Linked DNA regions of Mus musculus: all the other regions are linked to region 3. The links are chromatin contacts, called in public HiCAR-type, HiChIP or PLAC-seq and promoter capture Hi-C maps. All regions are on one chromosome and are shown on one strand. The core of a region is the stretch at or near the end of the contact, and the rest is flanking DNA. Distances in the headings are between cores, read along the strand shown.

Region 1 (4,928 bases), core at 1,141-3,640, 2.2 Mb before region 3:
GCAACTTGCCCAAAGAGATATATTTCTACTGATATCCAAATAAGCCTTCCTTTGTTTTCGAGTGCATTAATTTAGCCGCTTGTCTTCTCTTGCAGGCAGCCCCCGTGGAGAGGTGGAGCTGTCCCGAGGCTGACACAGCAGGTTCCTCTCATCATTCTGGTATTTGTTTTTAATGGTCTTTGATCATTTCATCAGATCCTACTGTTCCCATCCTTTATTCTATTCAAGTTTATGAACAAACACAAACTCCGCATCCACTCCCACATGTTCCTTAAATCCCCATCCGTTCAGCCAAGGCCAAACAGACCCTTAGTGGGGGTTTCTTTTAGGAAGAATTTGAAGGGTGGTTAAGTGTTTGGTCTCAATGCTAACTACGTAAGGTCGCGTGCACCTGCAACCATGTGGGCTGTCCGACAGCTCTCACTCCAAATATATATTTTTTGCCTTCCAGACTATTCGGCTTCTTGCGAGTTTCTAGACAGAGCTAGAGACTCAAAGGAAGAGTCTCTGAGAGGGCCGGATGGCGTGTGTTGAAGTCCAGTATCGTCTGTGCCTTCCCATTATTTCAGTCCTGTCTACAAGGGAAATTAAAGTGTTCCGAGAGGATCTAGCGGGAACTAGATGAAATAATGCTTTTACATTTAGGAAATGTGCTTTTTTTAAAGGGGGAAGAAATGAAAGTTTGACAGAAAATACTGGAGGTTGGGGTGCTGCAAAGATCCAGACTATTTCCCTGGATGCTAATTTTGCTTTTCTTCGGCTCCACGCTCTCCAAATCCTGCTCCGTAGCCCTCTAAGGGAACTAAACACACGCAAACCGTGCCAATGCGAACAGTGCTCTGGCTGAACTCTTCTCTGAGATTCAGCTCATTTTCAGTCCCAACGAACTAAGGAGCCAGAGACCTGCGGATAATCTCTTTCTCTGGCTCTGGTGGACTGCTAAAGCCCCTCCCAAGACTCTCCTTTCATCCTCGCAAAAAAGGACCCCGCGACCGGTCCCAGATGACACTCAGGACTCACTCACTTCTGGGACTCTGGTTCTGCGTCTAGTGGTAAAGGGGAGGGACAGACAGCAATTCAGAACAAGTTTCCTCTCAAGTCCAGCAGGGAGCTAGAGCTCCTTTCTATTTTTTTTCTCCCCATTGAAAAGGCAGAATTGGGAGGACAGGCCCTATGTCTCAACAACGCCCCCCAGAGCGGAGCAGAGGTCATACAAGTGTCAGAGTGATCCACTCGCTCCTAGGAGCAGTAGCACGCCTGCCTTTGCCACCCACACAGGAAGCCACCTTATAGTATCATCTGGCTCTAACCTGTTGTTGGTACCCATCCCCTTCCGCACCAGAAGCCCCCCAAATTACGTCAAGGCGTGAAGCCTCACTGTGTCTCAGGGAAAATGGGTGTGTCAAGTGAGTGCGTTTATTTTATTTTATTTTATTTTATTTTTTTTTAATGCTCATCAATTGCTCTCCGACCAATTTCCCCTTCTAGGGGACGTCTCTGTGAACTCCTAATGTTTCCCAAACAGTCATAGACACGTTTCTCTAGAACTCAGGCACACTCTCTCACAACGTGCCTCCTGTCTGGCACACGTACGTGACCCCTTCCTTTTCCTAATTAGACTAAGGTGTTTTAAAACCCGTTTTCTAGTTGATACGGCCCCAAAGAGGCTTTGCCGAGACATGGCCGGCAGCACCACCAGGCTGCCTTCTCCGGGATTCTGACTCTCACTAATTCAAGGCTCCGGTCGCCCGCCCGTGAGACCCCGGCTGAGACGGGCGGGACGCGTATGGAGGACTCGGGCGGGAGCAGTAGTCGGGGTGCCCCCCCCCCCCCCCGCCATGGGCCCCCAGCACTCGGGCCCCTAATGAGCTGCTGAAAGGGAGCGGGCTCCGGTGCGCGTGGCTCGCAGGCCTCCCGGAGTCCCGGGAACACTGATTGGCCAGCTGCGCCTCGCGACCTCCTTTCATTAATAAATTAGCGGCACGCTCCAGCCGAGCGCGAGCCACCAATCACAATAGACAGCGGCGGCGACAACAGCCGCAGCTTGAGCCACTGCCGCCGCCGCGGCTTCGGTAGCTTGGGCTGCAGCCTGGAGCGCCAACAGGAGCTTTAGAACCATTTTATGCTGATTAGATAAAGGGGGGACGGAGGGGCGGGGGTGATGGAGGAGGAGGATGGATGGCCAGGCCAGGGGAGGGGGAGAGGGACTAAAGAAAGGGAAAGAAATGAATGATGATAATACGATGAAAAGAATAAGCTGGGGAGGGAGAGCGGGGGACCAGGACAGGCGGAGGAGGAGAGGGCGGGGGAAGGGTAGGTGAGGAGGGGGCCCCGGGGCAGATCTGATTGTTTTCTTGGTGGTATATAAGGGGTTTTAAGGAGAGTCGTGTGCCAGACACGCAGCCACTGAACCACAAGCAGCTCGGCTTTAACTGGAGTGCCTTGGAGTCGCGTGCCAGCAGCCACACGGCCAGGGACTGACTGACAGACAACCACGCACGAGAACGACAACACACGAGACTCGGGCGAGCTGCCGCGGTCGTCCGGGCTCTTGGCAAAGTCGCCCAGCCGAGAGGCCCCCCCGCGGAGGTGCGCCTAGGAAGCGCCAAGCCCGCGGCGCGGAGGACACCGTGCTCGGTTCCGGGCTGCGGGGACATTCCCGGACACACACCGGAGCAGCAGCTGCGCCGCGACACATCTGGAGCCGCGTAGGTAAGTGTGCATGCCGCGGCTCTCCACTTCGCAGGCAGTGTCCCCACGCAGGCTCACGCCGCCCACGCTAACTCCATCGCTCTAGACGCAGTGACTTCTGTGACCGGCAGAAGGTGGCTCGAGCCCGGGGCGCTCCTCCCCAGCTCTGTCCTCGCCATCTTCGCGAATGCACATTGAGGGAGATGGAGGGGGGGGGGGCGGGGCGCGGCGCCAGCGACACTTTACCCTGTCCATTCTGGGAATAAATTTCATCTGCCTCTTCTTTCTCAGGATGTTCGTCAAATCTGAGACTCTGGAGTTGAAGGAGGAAGAGGAGGTACTGATGCTGCTGGGCTCGGCTTCCCCGGCCTCGGCGACCCTGACCCCGATGTCCTCCAGCGCGGACGAGGAGGAGGACGAGGAGCTGCGCCGGCCGGGCTCCGCGCGTGGGCAGCGTGGAGCGGAAGCCGGGCAGGGGGTGCAGGGCAGTCCGGCGTCGGGTGCCGGGGGTTGCCGGCCAGGGCGGCTGCTGGGCCTGATGCACGAGTGCAAGCGTCGCCCGTCGCGCTCACGGGCCGTCTCCCGAGGTGCCAAGACGGCGGAGACGGTGCAGCGCATCAAGAAGACCCGCAGGCTCAAGGCCAACAACCGCGAGCGCAACCGCATGCACAACCTAAACGCCGCGCTGGACGCGCTGCGCGAGGTGCTGCCCACCTTCCCCGAGGATGCCAAGCTCACGAAGATCGAGACGCTGCGCTTCGCCCACAATTACATCTGGGCGCTCACCGAGACTCTGCGCCTGGCGGACCACTGCGCCGGCGCCGGTGGCCTCCAGGGGGCGCTCTTCACGGAGGCGGTGCTCCTGAGCCCGGGAGCTGCGCTCGGCGCCAGCGGGGACAGCCCTTCTCCACCTTCCTCCTGGAGCTGCACCAACAGCCCGGCGTCATCCTCCAACTCCACGTCCCCATACAGCTGCACTTTATCGCCCGCTAGCCCCGGGTCAGACGTGGACTACTGGCAGCCCCCACCTCCGGAGAAGCATCGTTATGCGCCTCACCTGCCCCTCGCCAGGGACTGTATCTAGAGCTGCGGGTCTCCCTCTCTCGTCCTCTACCCGGCCCTCTTCCCATCCTTCTCCCGCCCCTCACCCTCCACGCCCCGGACTCCACTTCACAGAGCAGAGGTGGCCCTTGCAATCCCCTCGGCGGCTGGTGCATTCGGGGGTGGAGACCAGCTCTGGTTTATTGAAGATGTGAGGATTTATGGTCAAAGAGGACTATGGCGTGTGGGAGTGGGGGCTGGCGTGGGGAACCTCGTAAGACTGTAAAAGACACTGAGAAAAAGTACCATAACTAACGAGTGTGCAGAGCAGACTGACGCTCCTCCCCTCTCTCAGAGCTGCTGGAGGAGAACTCCGGGCAGGCAGTTCGTGTGAATCTCTCAGAGGGAATGCAACTGGTCCCTGTGATCTTTTCACCTTCGTTTCTACATAGAGATGTTAATGTCAGTCGAAAGAAATGTATTTTAGCATCTGAATGAATTTACTGGTAATAATATTATCCACACATTTGCAATGGCTGGCATCTGCTCTATTCCCATTGCTGTCTGCAGGCTGTGGGAATTTCACCTGTCAAACCAAACTTTCCCTCTCTGATGTGCACTTTGTTTTTTTCCCAGATTCGTCACAATGCCTATTGTCCCGCCCTTCTTTTTGCTTTTTTTCTCCATTTTGCCATCTGTCTCTTATGATTTATAAGGGGGAAAAACTTGTTTTGTTAGAGGGCCAGGTTAGAAGTCATTGTATAATTTGTAGGCTTTTGTAAGGGTTGAATGCAAGCGTGGAAATTTAGGCTGAATTCTCTATCAAAAGAAAAAATGTGAAGGAAAAAGGAAAAATCAGGAGGGAGGATTGCTTCATGCATTATTTATCTCGACCTTTTAGGGGAGAAGGAACTCCCCCATCCTTTCAAGAGATTAAAAATAAATCAACAGTCTGAAAACCTAAGCAGACACGGGGCATTGCCAGGATCAGCCACACACGTGTTTCCTTCTATTTATTTTGAAGAAAAATTTCATGGGAAAGTATGTATTTTTTTGTATATTCTACAGAGTTTATTCTAGTATGTATTTACATCCCGAAGAATAAGAAAATTGTTTTGTGATTAAGCTATAAATAAAGTATCTAATTTTCATAAGTTTGTATTGAGGTTTGGCTTTTGCGTTTGTTTCTGATGTGG
Region 2 (4,863 bases), core at 383-2,882, 2.1 Mb before region 3:
CTATCTGAACTGAGATAAGCCAAGGCCAGTAACTGCAGCGCCAGCCAAGTATCCCTCAGGCCTGGAAGCAGAGGAACTCTCTCTCAGGTGCACACTCCTGCCTGATTCTTGCTGATCACATGCTCATCTTCGGTTTTAAGATCCATTATTTTTTAACTAGTTGTCAGGGTCAAGCAATTGTGACCGAGATTAGATTCTAATGTGGACCTGCATGCTTACTTAGAGTCTCTTTGGGATCAATCATGCCTGACAGTTCTGGAAAATAAAGAGCATGCCCTCTAGCATCCTGAATTTTAACCTGTATCTTCTGTCAGTGTTGTTAATAGCCCCTACTTAAATATTAATAGTATAAAGTGAAGGTTTCTATGTTATTTCTCTACTTGTGTTAATGCACTTTGACCATGTCCATCACTTTATTACTCCCTTATTCGTCACATTTTTTTCACATGTTCTTCAACTCAGCTTTGAAGATTAAAGAGTTCAGATGGAGCACAATCATGACGCTAGGATTCACAGGAGGCAGAAGGGTCTTGACTTGGAAGCTAGCCTGAGCTACATGACAAAACCTTGTCTAAAAAGAAAACCGTTAACAAGAAAGAGATCTGAGAGCAGAAACTCCGATTTTTATGTTACTTTATTGCCTGGGTTTATTTGGCACAATCACTTGGCAATGTCTTATCTTGTACCTGCTTTGATACAGCTCAATCGAAAGAAGATTCCGTGGCTGTCTCTTCTTCCAAGAAGGAATAATAAACGTTGATCATTAACCAACGAAATTACATCCCTTACTGGAATCTGCCTCACTTAAATGTACTTAAGTCCTTTCCCAGCCGAGGCTTCCCAGCAGAATTGGGGGGGGGGGGGAGGCCCTCCAGTAGACTGACAACAGTGCAGAAGCCACATCATTTTATTGTCCCAGAAAAAGACCTACCTCCCCTGACATTAAGGACAGAGTCCAGACAAATAAACAGTTTCCATGGAAAGACTGTGGGAATTGCTATTCAGGTTCCCAAGCAGAGGGGACGACGGAACGGACAACTAGAACATCCTTGGCAACTTCTACAGTCACTCTGGTTCTCTTCGCTCTGCTCTCCATCGCTCTTCTCCCTAAATAGAAGCCCTCTCCTACCTCTCTCCACAGCTGCCTTCTGTATTTCCATCCCAACCTCCTTGAACTTCGGAAATTAGTGTCCGGGTATCCAGTCGGTCCTCTGAAAGACCCTCACGAGGCTGTTGCCCCTGTCACCACTCAGCACTAGGTGTTGGGCGAAGAAAGGTTGGTTAGCCGGAAGTGACAGGTGAGGAGGCTTCTGGACGGCTTGTGCGCAGGGTGGCAGCATCCCGAGGAAGGTTCCAATCCTGTCTGGCTGGACTCTCATCCGCTCCCCACGCCTCGGGTTGAGCAGAGAGTAGCCACTGCCTCCCAAGGCCCGAGATCAGGCGCACATTCTTAGGGTCCCCAACGAGTCCTCCAACTGCCTGCTGGTCCACCACCCCACAGCAGCTCTTAATCTGGAACCGACCCAGTTCCTTTCTTCTCAAAGCCCAGCTCCCGGGTCACATGCCATCTAGAGCTGCCTCTTGTTGGAGAAGGTGCGGTCGCCCCGGGTGCCCGGCGACTCAAACCCGGTCAGTCAGGAGACCTCAGAGAGGCGACAGGGGGCAGGGCTTCCTGTGGAAAAGGGCTGGACGGCGGCGGCAGCCTCTTGCCTGGCTCTGCGGGGCTTTCCTCCCGGCAAGGGCTTTGCCGAGGTCACTCGCGCGAGGCCGCTCTTGGCGCGCCCGTGGGAGGCTCGGTGGCGTGGGAGGACCAGCGACCTGCGGATTCCTCGAGCTCCCACGGCGCTGGCAGCGACGGTCCCCCACCCCCACCCCTATCCCCAGGCTTCCACCAGAAGGCTCCGCAAGACTCACGGACCTCCAAGTCCCCAGGTACCTATTGGTCACCTGTTTAGCTTGAGAGTGGGGGACTGTCGCTTGCCTGCTTCTCTCTCTCTCTCTCTCTCTCTCTCTCTCTCTCTCTCTCCCTCCCTCCCTCCCTCCCTCCCTCTCCCTCTCCCTCGCTCTCGCTCTCTCTCTCCTTGGCTTGGTTTACAGGCAGTCTTGCACTATATACTAAGGAAAGGTTGAAAAAATATATAGCCAGCGCGATCTTAAGCTTATGAAATACGTGATCTTTATAAAATAAGGGAGGAACCGAACAATACTGGGGGAGGGGAGCGGTGTGTGTGTATGTCTTTCCTCTCCTATTCTTGCAAACTTTTCATCCAATCGGAAACTAGAAGGATGCCGCTTGTGCATTCTGGCTCACTAGCCGACATCCCGGTCCCCCGCCGTCACATGCTGTTATTGAACTTGGGAAATATCCCAGTCCGGAGTGCACAAGCCTCTTCCAGACCCACCTCCCGGCCGTAGCCGGGTCACAGGAAAGCCCAGCGTCGTTGTGATCCGGGATTTTCCAATTTTCCCAGAGGATTCGCATCCGGTTGCTGGGAGAGGCTCCGTGGGGGGTCCGCGGCCAGGGAGGGGAGTGGGGCCGGGGTGGGGATAAGAAGTGGAGGGTGGGCAGAGCGAGAATCGCCAACGCTGGAAAGCGCTGAGCTTGCCTGACGCTCTCCTCTCCGTACTTGGTTGCCCCCACTCTCTCTGAAAGATTGGGAACCAGAAAGGCTGCTGAGTCGGCAGTGCAGGTCTGCTTTGGTGTAAAATTCGCGGACAAATGTCTTCTAAGACACCCGGTGGGGCCATGGCAACTGAGGGAGTTGGGCAAGAGAGTAAAATTATCTTTTGTTTCTTCCAAGTTTCTCTTCCCCTTCTGCCAGCTCGGTGTCGGGTGTTTGTCAAGAAGAGAAGCTTTTTTGCAAAAATAAAAACTCCCTTCTTGTAATCACAATCGCTAGCATATCGACTCAGAGGAACCTCCATTTACAGCAAATTCTAAAAACGTGAGAAACCTTGATGGCATGCGTGACCCCTACCCAGGGGAGCCGTGCAAACTTCCCTTTAAACCGTTTGGACACCTGGCTCATTTTAGTAAAAACATCTCTGCGTAGCTTCTCATCTGTGGTATTTGCAACCAATCAGCCTTGTGCAAAAACAAAGCCCGGTAGTCCTTCACTGGTTTCACAGGACACAGGGGTCAGTTAGGAGCAGCTTGTCCCGCGTGCGCAGCTGGGTTGTCAGTGCTGCGGTGTACCTAACACACCGACACAGACCCCTCTTTTTTCTCCCAGGAGAGGAGACAAGGCTCAGGAGTCCTGATCTAGCTGTGGCCACTGGAAGACTCTCAGGTGAGTGTGTGCATCTTGGTATCCAGCACGCAAAGGGTTAAGCCTGGAGAGTTGGGGGGGGGGGGGTTGGAGGAATTGTGTGTGTGTGTGTGTGTGTGTGTGTGTGTGTGTGTGTGTGTGTAGGGGGGGGTGAAGAGCCATGCCTTTGGCTCCTGTCTGTAGCTTTTCATTTCCTCTCTTTCCTTGTTCTATAATAGTTTCTTTGTTAACCGATTATTACTGTTCCCCAGATGTTCATGTTTGACAACTTTGTGATGTCAGATAACAGAGTAATATACTGTGTAACACACGCATTGCCAAATGATACTTTACTATCGCTAATTCTATTTTATTCCACAAAAATATGATGGCTTATGGGTTTTGTAAAGAAAAAAAAATTGTTAGATATTTGAACAGATCTTCCTGTACCTGGTGTGCCCTGAGAAATCTCTCTTCTCCTGGCCCTTTGGTTCCCCTTCCCAAGACAAACATGGTTACTACTGCAGTCTGTTGGCCTTCTGTGTATTTGGTATTTAAAACTAGCAGAATTAAAAAAACTTTTGTTGAGCCTCTACACACCAGTGGCTTAAAAACCAACCAAACAAACAAACAAAAAACAACTACTACTCTTAAATTTGTTATGTTAATTATTCATTTCTGTTTTTCTACTGAATACTGAAGTGCCAAGGGTTCAAGCTACTTTGTAGAAGGTCCTTGGGCCTCTGGAAGTTAACAGATTAGTTATCTGCCTTCTCCACTCTCCAACCAACCAGCAGACTTGCCAGTGAATGGTAGGCCTGTGCTCCTATGCAGGAGTAAGGGTGATCAGCTTTTGCAGCAAGCCAATGCTTTGGTTCACATCCTCTTATGAGGCAGTGCAGGCAGCCACACTTCCCTCCTTAACAGTGGTGTGGGGTCCAGGTTCACAGCTCGCTGGCTATAGCACATGCATCTGAGCCCCCTCCTTCTCTTAACTTCTATAGTTTGCAAAGTATAACTGTGAACCCTGGAAGGGAGGCAGTTTGTGGAGTGCTAAGAGACAGTGCCTTGGGGTCTGGACCCTGGCCTTGGCACCTTGTTTTGGAGCGGAACCCACTCTTTACATTCTACCTAGCTCCATCTCTCTCACCTGTAAAGGGGTCGTTCATGGAGCTATTCTGAAGATGAGCTGGGATGGCACAAGCAAAGGACCCAGCACCCTGCCTGACACAGGAAAGGCACCATAAGCAGAAACCCTTCTAACTGTCAGAGTTTGTGGCCATTTCATCCTCCTGAGAGGTGAATGAGTTTCTCAGCCTAGAGTGGAGTAACATAGCATAGCCTCAAGAATCACAAGGACTCACCTCTGACACTCTGACACTCAGACTGGAATAGTGGTTCTTCTTCTTTTTTTTTTTTTTTTTTCGAGGCAGGGTTTCTCTGTGTAGCCCTGGCTGTCCTGGAACTCACTTTGTAGACCAGGCTGGCCTTGAACTCAAAAATCCGCCTGCCTCTGCCTCCCGAGTGCTGGGATTAAAGGCATGCGCCACCACGCCCCGCTAGCTTTCTCAGTTTCTATGTAGGCTCCAGAGACTTAACTCGGATTACCAGCCTT
Region 3 (5,431 bases), core at 1,033-3,532:
CCTCCTTTTTTTCTTCCTTTTCGCTCTGGCCCTGCTTGTTCCATCCTGCCCTCTTTCCCTCCTTAAGAAGGAAGAAGAGCTACAGGACATTCCACAAGGGAAGGTGTGAAAATGAACACCGTGTTTACATAAAAAACCTGGCATAGTATCATTTATAGGGCAATGGCACCACCAATCCTCCAAACCTCCTCAGACACTGGAGCCAGGAGTCTGGCCTTGCTACATTTGCATCTTCCTGCCAGAGAACTGAGAACTGCCTGCCCGCTGCTGAGCTGCTGAAGAGCCTACTTTGCAACTCAATCCTGCTGAAACAAGCAACAGAACCCAGCTGAAACAAAGGGATGGGTCCTTAGGTTTTCCCATATGTGTTCAGTGCCATGCATTAAAGATTGAGCCTTGATCAGAGAACTTTGTCTTGGCTCGTAATTTCTCTCACTGTCCTTCCCATCCATCCCCAGCTTTCCTTTCAGGAACCCAGGAACCCGTGGCTGCTGGCGGCTACGATGATAACAATGATGATGTGTTTGTAGGTGCACGTAGACGTCTGAGGACAACTTGGGGGAACCCCCTTCTCTCCTTCCACTGCGGGTCTCGGGTACCAAGAGGCTATTAGGCTCATGTAGCAAACGCTGAGCTTTCTCACTGGCTCTTAGCGTTGCTTTTGTCAGAGTACTTTCTCACAGCAACAGGGAAGAAAATGAAGTCACAGATGAGGTTCTCAGGCAGCTTTCCAAAGGCCTTGCAGCTTGAGGGGCCAGCCACACACAGGATGGAGAGCAGCTCCGTGTCCTGGTACCCATAGTGCATCAGAGAAAAGGACAAGCTGGGTGTGGCCTCGTGCCCAAGACTTGAAACCACTGAAGAATTAAAGTTGAAATGGGAGGCAGGGAGGAAGAGGCAGGGGAGGGTGGAGGGCTGACATGAGATATGGAAGACAGGAGATCCCAGACTGTTCCAAGGGAGACTGAAGAAGACAGAAGCCACCTTGGGGAAGGAGAATGCCCCTGGTTCTAGATGGGTCAAGGAAAGAAAATACAGTGTCTGGGGACAAAACTGATGACGACAGGGTACCAGGGAGGGGGATCTGAGTCTGTGGCAATGGTGAGATTTTATTTTAATTATGAGGTGACTGCTGTGGCCATGGATGGCAGATCATAAAGAGAAGTGAGGAACTGAATCCGGTTTAACCAGTCGTGTTATTGCATCCGTGTGCAATAGACGAGAAAAGGTGCCAAAGAATCTGGCATTTGAGAACGTAATCCCCAGAGAGAGACACGCGGCAACCCGTGTCCTCAGAGCACAGGTTATTGTTAAGGTAAAAGACATACATTCAGCAAGATGTAAATGTGTAAAGAAATAGAAAAGAGAGAGGCTTGGCGCCAAGATCCTAGCACTTGAGAGGATAGTGTGTTCAAGGCAAGTTGGAGGGCAGCCTGGGCTACAGGCCAAGACTCTGTCTCAGAAAAATTAACTGAGGGCTGGTCCCAGGTAACCTTACCGCATTTGTCCCGCTTCGGAAGACACACTCCTGCCTCCCTTTCCTCTGCCTAGTCGGTGATTAGCTTTTTCTCTACAGTATTTAGAATTTTAAGGAGGGATAACTGCCAACTTCTCCTTCCTTAGAATTAGAAGCAATGGAGGAAGTGCTCTGGCAGATTGAGCAGAGTTCCATCTTCAACAATCCTCCAGACCATGCTGCGCTGCTAGGACTGCGGCTGATCATAGGGTTCCCACAAGAACCCAGGAGGCAAATCCAGGCTTGGTAGGGTGCAAGGCCAGCCCGTGTTCAAACAGTTTTCTACGCTGGACCCCAGGCCTTGTCCAGTAAAGGCTGGGACTGCGGAGCCCAAGGGAGGCTGTGCTACTGGAGTCGTTCTAAATTATGGTGTCTCGGTAAACAGGAGAGCTTTGTAAAACAAGCAAGCAAACAAACCTCACTAGGAGCTGGGAGGCGGTGGCGCACGCCTTTAATCCCAGCAGGCGGATCTCTTGAGTTCGAGGCCAACCTGGTCTAGGTGAGTTCCAGGACAGCCAGGGCTACACAGAGACCCAGTCTTGAAAAACAATACAAAAAACAAACAAAACAAAACAAAACCAATTCACTGTGGTGTTGAACCAAAGCAATGACTATGTCTAGGGCATTGGCAAGGCGTTTTTAAGACTCCATAGAGGCAGGACCGTAAGCTACGGGAGCGTTCCGGAGACCACGTGGGCAATGAGGCTCCCACGCTCGGGCGCATGCGCACTGTGGGCAGCGGCGCGCGTGCCCGGGCGGGCCCACCGTTCGGCGCAGCTCAGTGACGGGGCGCGAGCTCGCGAGCGCGGAGGAGGCCGGGGGCCTGAGCCGGAGCCGGAGCGCGCGCCGCTGCCCAGCCCCGCCGCGCCGGCCCCGCAGATGGTGACTCCGCGGCCCGCGCCCGCCCGGAGCCCCGCGCTCCTCCTCCTCCTGCTGCTGGCCACTGCGCGTGGGCAGGAACAGGACCAGACCACCGACTGGAGGGCCACCCTCAAGACCATCCGCAACGGCATCCACAAGATAGACACGTACCTCAACGCCGCGCTGGACCTGCTGGGCGGGGAGGACGGGCTCTGCCAGTACAAGTGCAGCGACGGTGAGCCGCGACAAGGGGGCGCGGGGTGGCAGGGGGTTGGAGGCGGGACAGTCCCCGGAGGCTGGGGGGTTGGGGGGAAATGCGAGAATCCGAGCCAGGCAAGTGGATGGGGACGGGTATGAAGCGAGAAAATAAAGGGACTGGTGCCAGGCAGGGGGATGTGTGTGTGTGGAGTGTGGAACAGGTAGATGAACAAGTGTGGAGCAGGTGGATGGGGCACAAGTGGGGGGCTAGAAGATGGAGGGGTACGTGTGGGGCAGGTTGTGGGGCGGGGGACACTTGCGGAGCAGGGGGGCGGGGACAGGGAAGCGGGATGGAAGGACGAGTGCGGGACAGGGGGATTAGGGGAACAGACGCCAGACAGGCATTGACTGCGTCCTCGGGTGTGGAAAGAATGAGCAGCGCTTGGAGCGTGCTGTCCTTGGGATTGAGCAAGCTGGGAACAAATGTGAGAGGTCACCTGAGTGCGCGCTCTGCACTCTGCTCTCCTTTGCATCTGAGCTTCTCGCCCTCTCTCCCCGCCATTGCACAAAGTTGCCTAAGAACTTTCTGATGTACGGGGCGGGGTGGGGGTGGGGGGCGGGAAAGGTGGGAGGGAAGTGGGACAGACTGAGTTTAGCACGTGCGGTCATGCACAGGCGCGCGCACACACATCATGTAATTGGTTCAGCTAAACATAGAAAGCCAAACGACAATTTAAAAGCCATCAGTTGGTGTTAAGTGCCATTTTGTTTGTTTACCTGCAAAGCTAGGTAAAATAAATTGTGGCTTTTGTATAGATTTCTGATGTACTTGGTTTTTGAGGGAGGTATACTGCATTGAAAAAGTTCCCTAACTTCTGGAAAACAATCTAAGACTTGCAGTTTTGTCTTGATTTGATTTTTGAGACAGGGTCTCAGGTAGCCCATGCTGGCATTGAAGTTGGTATGTAGCTGAGACTGACCTTAAACTCCTGTTCCTTGGCCACCCAGGTTTTGGATGACAGACACAAGCCATCTTGTCCGCCTTGTAGCTTTCTTGGGTATCACTGGCCTCTCTTCCTTATTCTCTGTCAATATTAGAGTTTGTCTGCTCATTCCTTTCATTGTTTTTAAACATTCTGTTTGAATCTGAGAACTTGTTTCATGGCAGCGTGAATAGTCATAAAATCAGCACTTAAGGCAGTGATTTGAGTGAGGGTTTTTTGTTGTTTTAGTGTTTTGTTTTATTTTAAAGCATTCTGTGTGTGTGTGTGTGTGTGTGTGTGTGTGTGTGTGTGTGTGTGTGTGTGTTTTGAGGGGTGGGATGAGGCTTCTGTTTGGCAATTCAGAATGTTAGGATATAGAACTTGTAAAATCAAGCTTCTTATGAGATTAGCCAAGGCTACCAGCTGAAAATAATAGGGAAATTCATGACTTTAGTGAGAAACCCTGATTGCAGAGTTGGTAAACTTAATTTTAAAAAAGTCTCTCCTGTAAACCTGTGACGTCCCTGCAGCTTATAAGTCTACAGATAGCCTCCATCTTTATGATAATATAAAGAACATTCCATTGAATTCATTCTAGGGATCTCCATTTGCCTCCAAAACTTAGGCCTAAAACCTTCCACCGATACACACCAAAAAGAATATTTTCTTCCTGTACAATATTTTGTTTTTGTGAGCTGTATTAGTGGGGTGTCGTGGGTAACAAGGAGTAAATGATAACTTTGCTAAGGCACAAGTTCTATTTTTTTTATTAGATATTTTCTTTATTTACATTTTAAATGTTATCCCCTTTCCTAGTTTCCCCTCCCAAAACCCCCTATCCCCTCCCTCCTCTCCCTAACCCATCTACTCCTGCTTCCTGGTCCAGGCCTTCCCCTACACTGGGGCATCGAGCCTTCACAGGACCAAGGGCCTCTCCTCCCATTGATGACCAACTAGGCCATCCTCTGCTACATATGCAGCTGGAGACACGAGTCCCACCATGTGTTTTCTTTGGCTGGTGGTTTAGTCCCTGGGAGCTCTGAGGGTACTGGTTGGTTCATATTGTTGTTCCTCCTATGGGGCTGCAAAACCCCTTCAGCCCCTTGGGTCCTTCCTGTAGTTCCTTCATTGGGGACCCTGGAGGCACAAGTTCTAACTTCATTCCTGACCATTATGCAAACATTAGTCTTGACGGTGTGTCAATCGTGTGCCAGCCGTTGGAAGGTGGGGTGATTCTGCAGTGGTAGATAAGATCCCTGTCCCTGGAGCTTGTGTTCTGATGCAGAGAAGCAGCCAGCGCATCTAGACACAAGAAATGAAAGACTACCACAGTGGTCCTGGGAAGTACTGGGAGCCATTTGCCTTTCCTGTAGGCTGTTCCGGGACAGAAGAAGAAGAAGGTCTCAGGATTGGAAGTAAGAGGAGTGCTCTGTGGTAATCAGGGAAAGAATGTCCCAGCACGGAACAGTGAGGACACATTTCCTGAGGGCACGCACGGGCTCACAGGAAGCCAGTCAGGGTGACTGAGGGTTTCTGCCTGTGGCAGTGGAAAGATGCAGCTGTTATTTACAGACACAAGGGTGACTTGAAATGTGCAGTCTTTATAGACAGCTTGTGAGCACCAGCTGTAGAGTTGTTAACACTGAGAACATCTCAGAGCTATGTTGTTCCCATGAGAAGGTTTCAAACCTCCCTTCACTTGCTACTCTTTGTTACCAATCTCCTGGGGAAGGCAAGAGCTGCTGAAGGCAACAAATGTCTGCACTTCCTATAACCTCCCTTCCCTGAGCCTGGTGTTCTGGGTACTTGTTCCCTTTGGGTCATCTTTCCTCTGATGGGAAAAGATGCCTTAATGAGAGTTATCTGAAGTTTT
Region 4 (4,734 bases), core at 505-3,004, 2.8 Mb after region 3:
TCCAATTCAAGAATGCAAATAAGAACAATAACTAATGGACATTTGACATTGACATTTACTCTCCACCATGTAAGATATCATTTTATACACCAGGAGAAAGTATATGTATTGTCTGGATTCATCCAATTATTATACGGCAAAACCATGATTTTAACTTATGTTTGTCATTCTGAAATTCACACAATTCACTCAAAATGTTTCCCAAAGCCTAAATGCTTTCATTATTTGGGAAACACACTCAAGACCTGACTGGACACTTAGGACCTTTATTGAAGACACTGTTATGTTCCCTTTGAGGTAAAACAAAAGCCTCCTAACTGATCTCCTTTCTCACTTCTGCCCCCAGTCTAAGAGGGCTATGGAGTAACCCTCTTAAAACGAAGCTGGGTAACATTACTTGGCCTTGGAAAACCTTCTATGGCTTTCACTCCCCCTGATTAGCCCACACTCTCTGTCTGCATCATGAATCCCCTCTCTCAGTTCTGAGCCCACAGGCATTGGTCAGACCCCTTCATACTTTGGTAAGTTTCTGTTGCATGGCCTTCGCAATGGCTTGGCCTTATGACTGACTGTACTTCTTGAAGGTTTTCTCTATTGTTAATTCTATTTGTGTCACCTCCTTCCTAGAAAGCCATCTTTTCCTTGAGAACCTTCTCTGGCAACCATGTCAAATAATCTACCTTTTTTTTTTTATGGCTTAATACCTTTTCTGTGCAGTACTTATAATCTAAAATATTTAAGTATAAAATGCCAACACTAAAAAGCGTTTAGTGCTTGTTGCAGGGAACCCAAGCTCAGGGCCCAGCACTTACACAGGAGCACACAATCACAGGTAACTCCAGGTCCCAGGGGTCTGATGCTTTCTAGCCTCCGCGTTTACCTCCACACAAGTTTTGCACAAAAACTCACTCGGGCATGAACACATACCCATAAGTAAAACATATCAATATTAAAATACAGAGTGTTCACCTTACTTTTAATGCTGTACTTCAACAATAAGCCCTAGCCGAGAGGCAACGACTGGGATTTTTGTCCGTTTCGTTGACAGTCATTTCTACTTAGTTTATGGATCTTTACCCAATAACTAAACTGTTGCCGGGAGTATAGTGGTAGCTGGTGTTTCTAATATCTGTTGAAATCAAGGAATCTCCTTCTTCAACCCGTCCTCACGTACAAACACTGGAAATCCTTTGCACTCTCACTTAAAAGGAAACAAGGTAATGCATTCACCCCCTGCCTCCAGTAGCATGCTCTCCCTCGGCCACGTATTCATTGCCCAAACTAAGTTGAATCAAAAGGGGGCACGTGGGTGGAGGTTTTGACCGCGCTTCCCACTACTACACAGAAGGTCAGGTTCTTTTTCCCGGGTGAGAAAGGGAAGAACTCTGGATCGGGACACTCACATGAAGCGGTGACCCAACCGCAGCTCTTGAGCAGCCTCAGCCGGGAGAAGGAAGGGCCAGCCTCCCGCAGTCCCCGGCAGCGAGAAAGGACCCAGGAGGCTGTCCCTGATAAATGCCTGAGCGTTTCACAGTTTCACCGCTCATCGGCCGTCCGCTGCCTGCGCCAGCTCTCTCCCTGTACCACACTGAGCTCCCATCTCCCATTTCCTTCCTCCCTCCCTCCGATCTTCCCTCACTTCTTTCTCACTCGCTACATTTGGCTGTCTGTCTGGGCAAGGGACAGGCGGCCGGAAGTTTTGGGGTCTTCCCCCGGGGTTGCGTCTCGGCGATGTGACGTCATGAGCAGTGGCCGACCCGAGGCGGCGGCGGGGGAGGGGGTGCTGGGCGCTGTCAGTGGAGCGAGGTGCGCGCTCACCCTCGGGTTCTGAGCCGGGGACCCGGGAGGCCCGCGCGGACGGAGGCGTGTCGCTCCGGCTGTCACCTTCCCTAGGCGGCCTCTTGTAGACGCGCCTGAAATGCAGGACACGGCCCACTAAGCACTGCCAGGCATAGCTTCCGCGCTTAGGAGCTCAACCCCCCAATCTCTGCGTCCCCAGATTCAGGCAGGTATTCTGGTGTCGCCGCTTGCCTGGCGTTAGTGGGTGGGACTTGTGGGACAATCAGGTACTGTGAGTGACCCGGCCATTCTGCAGGAACCCATAGAACCAATCTGTGGAGCTGCTTGCTGTTGTGTTTGTCTCCAAACTTCCTTCTCCCTGAAGCCCAAGTTCACCGAGTCTTAGAAATGCAAATACGATTTTACTCTGGATAAAATCCACGTCTCCCCACTACCCCTCTTTTTTCCCCCCTTTTCTCCTCCTCCTCCTCTTCTTCTTCTACATTTTCGACTCACGTGAGTCATCTCCAATCTCTTTAAGAGTTTACATTGTGTCTTGTTCATTATAGGTGCAGGCCATGTTTGTGGTTTTCAGTGTTCTGGCTACAGAAACGTCAGACTTAACGTAGAAGTTTCAAAGTATTCCCTGAGTAAATTTTCCAAGCCAACTACCTGCCTACATGGCTTTCTCTTGTAATCTCTGACTTCATCGTTTTCATTTTTCACTCTCTTCTAGTTACCAAGTGTGAGCACCTGTGTGTGTGTGTGTGTGTCAATTTTTTGTTCGTGAGCTTCATGCACACCAGAGAGATAGACTGATACTGAAATTTGTTTTCTTGCTTGTGGTTTATCTTTTTGAGTCATAAACACTTGTCTGATTTTTCAGTTGTATGTTATTTAATGTCTATAACGGAAAATCTAATATATCATTGTAAAAGTTAAATATTAAAATGCTGAGGTTATGTCTCACCTTTCCTATGACTTCAAGCCTGCTATGTAGATATAACTTTCTGTAATTTTGCATCTACTCATTGAATAAGAAGTTAAGATTCAAGTAGACTTAAGCTAGCTCACAGTATCGACAAGATTCAGAATAGTGGTCATAACTATTTTCACATGAACTTTTGAGTATGTGTTTTGACTCCTCTATTATGATGAGAATAGCACTGGCTCTCTCCATTTATCACCAAGAAAACAAATTCGCCTGTGTTACCAAGTTTTCAGGTCCATTAATTCTGAAAGCCTATGGGAGACTTTATTTGGCTCCCAATGAACAGAGGAGCCTTGTGCTCTACAGGCTTCTTGTAGAGCAAGTCTGAGGTGTGCATTGGATATGAAGTGGTTTGCATCAAAACTTTTCGTAAAAACAGGATGGGCATAACCGATCTGTGGTGGAACTAATGTGTATATCCTTTTTATTATAAAGAGCACACATTAATTTCAATTGTCAAACCAGATTGAGGCAGTCTAGGGTTTCTCTCCTGGTCAGTCATCAAATGCATATGGCTATTAGTACTTGGCTTTTTATGTTTTGAAAGCAAGTAGTATCTTTAAACAAAAAGTTATGACTAATTAGCTGATGAAGTCTAGCAAATAGTGCTATCATTAATTCCTAGTGTAGTCTAGGGACACCTGCATTTTTTCCTTAGCAGGACTTTTACTTATACATTGTCAAAATTAGTCATAGTTCCTAAGTGTGTTGTTTAATCTATGTGCAGAAAAACAAATGTTCATGGTAGTAGGGATTTATAATTACTTTTCAGTGCAAACCCACACAGTGTGCTAGGTCACATTTTTTCCTTCCCTCAATGTCATGACCATGGACCTTTTTGTAATATCAAAGATAATTCAGGTTCATTCTTTCCCTCCAATGGTAAGTGTGCTTGATTTAGTAGATTGTGTGTTTAGATATATTTTTAACCTTTCTCCTTTTCAAACCCCCTTCCTCTGTTTTTGCCTTTTGGTTTCTCTTTGGAGAAAGCATGCATCCCCTTCTATGGCTACGTGGCCCTGCAAGGTGGTGCATGTGTGTAAGCAAGTCCCGGGGAGGTGAAGGCAGGGGGTTAGGAGTTCAAGGCCAGCCTGGGCTAGGTGAGGACCCTGTACAAAGCAGAACAGCAAAGCAACAGCACACCCCTCCTCAGTTGCAGGGATAATTGAATGGGAAGATGAAATCTTCTAACTCTTCTCTTTTTTACGCTATTGAAAACCTTTGAAATTGATTTTGAGCTGCAATATAAACATGTGCTTAGGTGTTTTTCTTTCAAACATTGTCTTTAAATTTTTAAACTGACTTTTTTAAAAATACTTGCTCTCAGAGTATCATGGTTGTTTTGTATTGTTTTTCCAAGTTGACTTTTAATTTTTTTTTTTTTTTTTTTTTTTTGGTTTTTTCGAGACAGGGTTTCTCTGTGTAGCCCTGGCTGTCCTGGAACTCACTGTAGACCAGGCTGGCCTCGAACTCGGAAATCCGCCTGCCTCTGCCTCCCAAGTGCTGGGATTAAAGGCGTGAGCCACCACTGCCCGGCGACTTTTAATTTTAAATTGAGAAAGTACTGGATTAATGTTAGCTCATTGTGTCATAAAATTCTTTCGTTTTGTAGATCATCTTAAAGGATCCAAGACTACAAAATGTTTCCTCTGAAGGATGCTGAGATGGGCGCCTTTACCTTCTTTGCCTCTGCTCTCCCACATGATGTTTGTGGAAGCAACGGACTTCCTCTCACACCAAATTCCATCAAAATCTTAGGTCGCTTTCAAATCCTTAAGACCATCACCCACCCCAGACTGTGCCAATATGTGGATATTTCTAGGGGAAAGCATGGTAAGATCTTTCTCTTTTGAATTTTATGTTCACTGCCTCAATTCCAGATGCAGTTTGAAAATACTGCGTCAGTATCTGTTGACAAGCAGTCAGGACCTTGCTCTCTGTGCTTCAGAGTACTCTTGACTGAC

Evidence for each region. Promoter capture Hi-C pulls out the DNA fragments that hold promoters and counts their contacts. HiCAR-type assays count read pairs that join an accessible place to other places. HiChIP or PLAC-seq counts read pairs in DNA pulled down with a chosen protein or histone mark.
Region 1: a contact with region 3 is called in a promoter capture Hi-C map of hippocampal neurons, with 3 times the contacts expected there. The contact joins the promoter of Neurog2 here to the promoter of Pla2g12a in region 3. A contact is called at or near these places in 2 of 39 promoter capture datasets (hippocampal neurons and pre-B cells).
Region 2: a contact with region 3 is called in an H3K4me3 HiChIP or PLAC-seq map of pro-B cells, with 11 times the contacts expected there. The contact joins the promoter of Tifa here to the promoter of Pla2g12a in region 3. A contact is called at or near these places in 5 of 39 promoter capture datasets (the 3T3-L1 cell line, hippocampal neurons, liver and 1 more) and 2 of 115 datasets of contacts at active chromatin or transcription factors (large pre-B cells and pro-B cells).
Region 4: a HiCAR-type map of astrocytes shows a contact between it and region 3, with 4 times the contacts expected there. The contact joins the promoter of Tbck here to the promoter of Pla2g12a in region 3. A contact is called at or near these places in 1 of 39 promoter capture datasets (hippocampal neurons) and 2 of 115 datasets of contacts at active chromatin or transcription factors (astrocytes and regulatory T cell precursor).

Annotation. Positions count from the first base shown.
Region 1 is chr3:127,630,746-127,635,673 of GRCm38.p6, forward strand. Neurog2 (neurogenin 2) reads left to right here and starts at 2,391. Exons shown (of 2, transcript NM_009718.3): 1 at 2,391-2,712; 2 at 2,983-4,886. The coding sequence starts at 2,984. The coding sequence ends at 3,775.
Region 2 is chr3:127,788,240-127,793,102 of GRCm38.p6, forward strand. It overlaps Tifa (TRAF-interacting protein with forkhead-associated domain), which reads left to right and starts at 1,633. Exons shown (of 3, transcript NM_145133.4): 1 at 1,633-1,932; 2 at 3,234-3,290.
Region 3 is chr3:129,876,324-129,881,754 of GRCm38.p6, forward strand. Pla2g12a (phospholipase A2, group XIIA) reads left to right here and starts at 2,283. Exons shown (of 4, transcript NM_023196.4): 1 at 2,283-2,612. The coding sequence starts at 2,396.
Region 4 is chr3:132,682,390-132,687,123 of GRCm38.p6, forward strand. Tbck (TBC1 domain containing kinase) reads left to right here and starts at 1,755. Exons shown (of 26, transcript NM_001163455.2): 1 at 1,755-2,005; 2 at 4,383-4,603. The coding sequence starts at 4,411. Aimp1 (aminoacyl tRNA synthetase complex-interacting multifunctional protein 1) reads right to left here and starts at 1,490. Exons shown (of 7, transcript NM_007926.2): 1 at 1,404-1,490. The coding sequence starts at 1,405.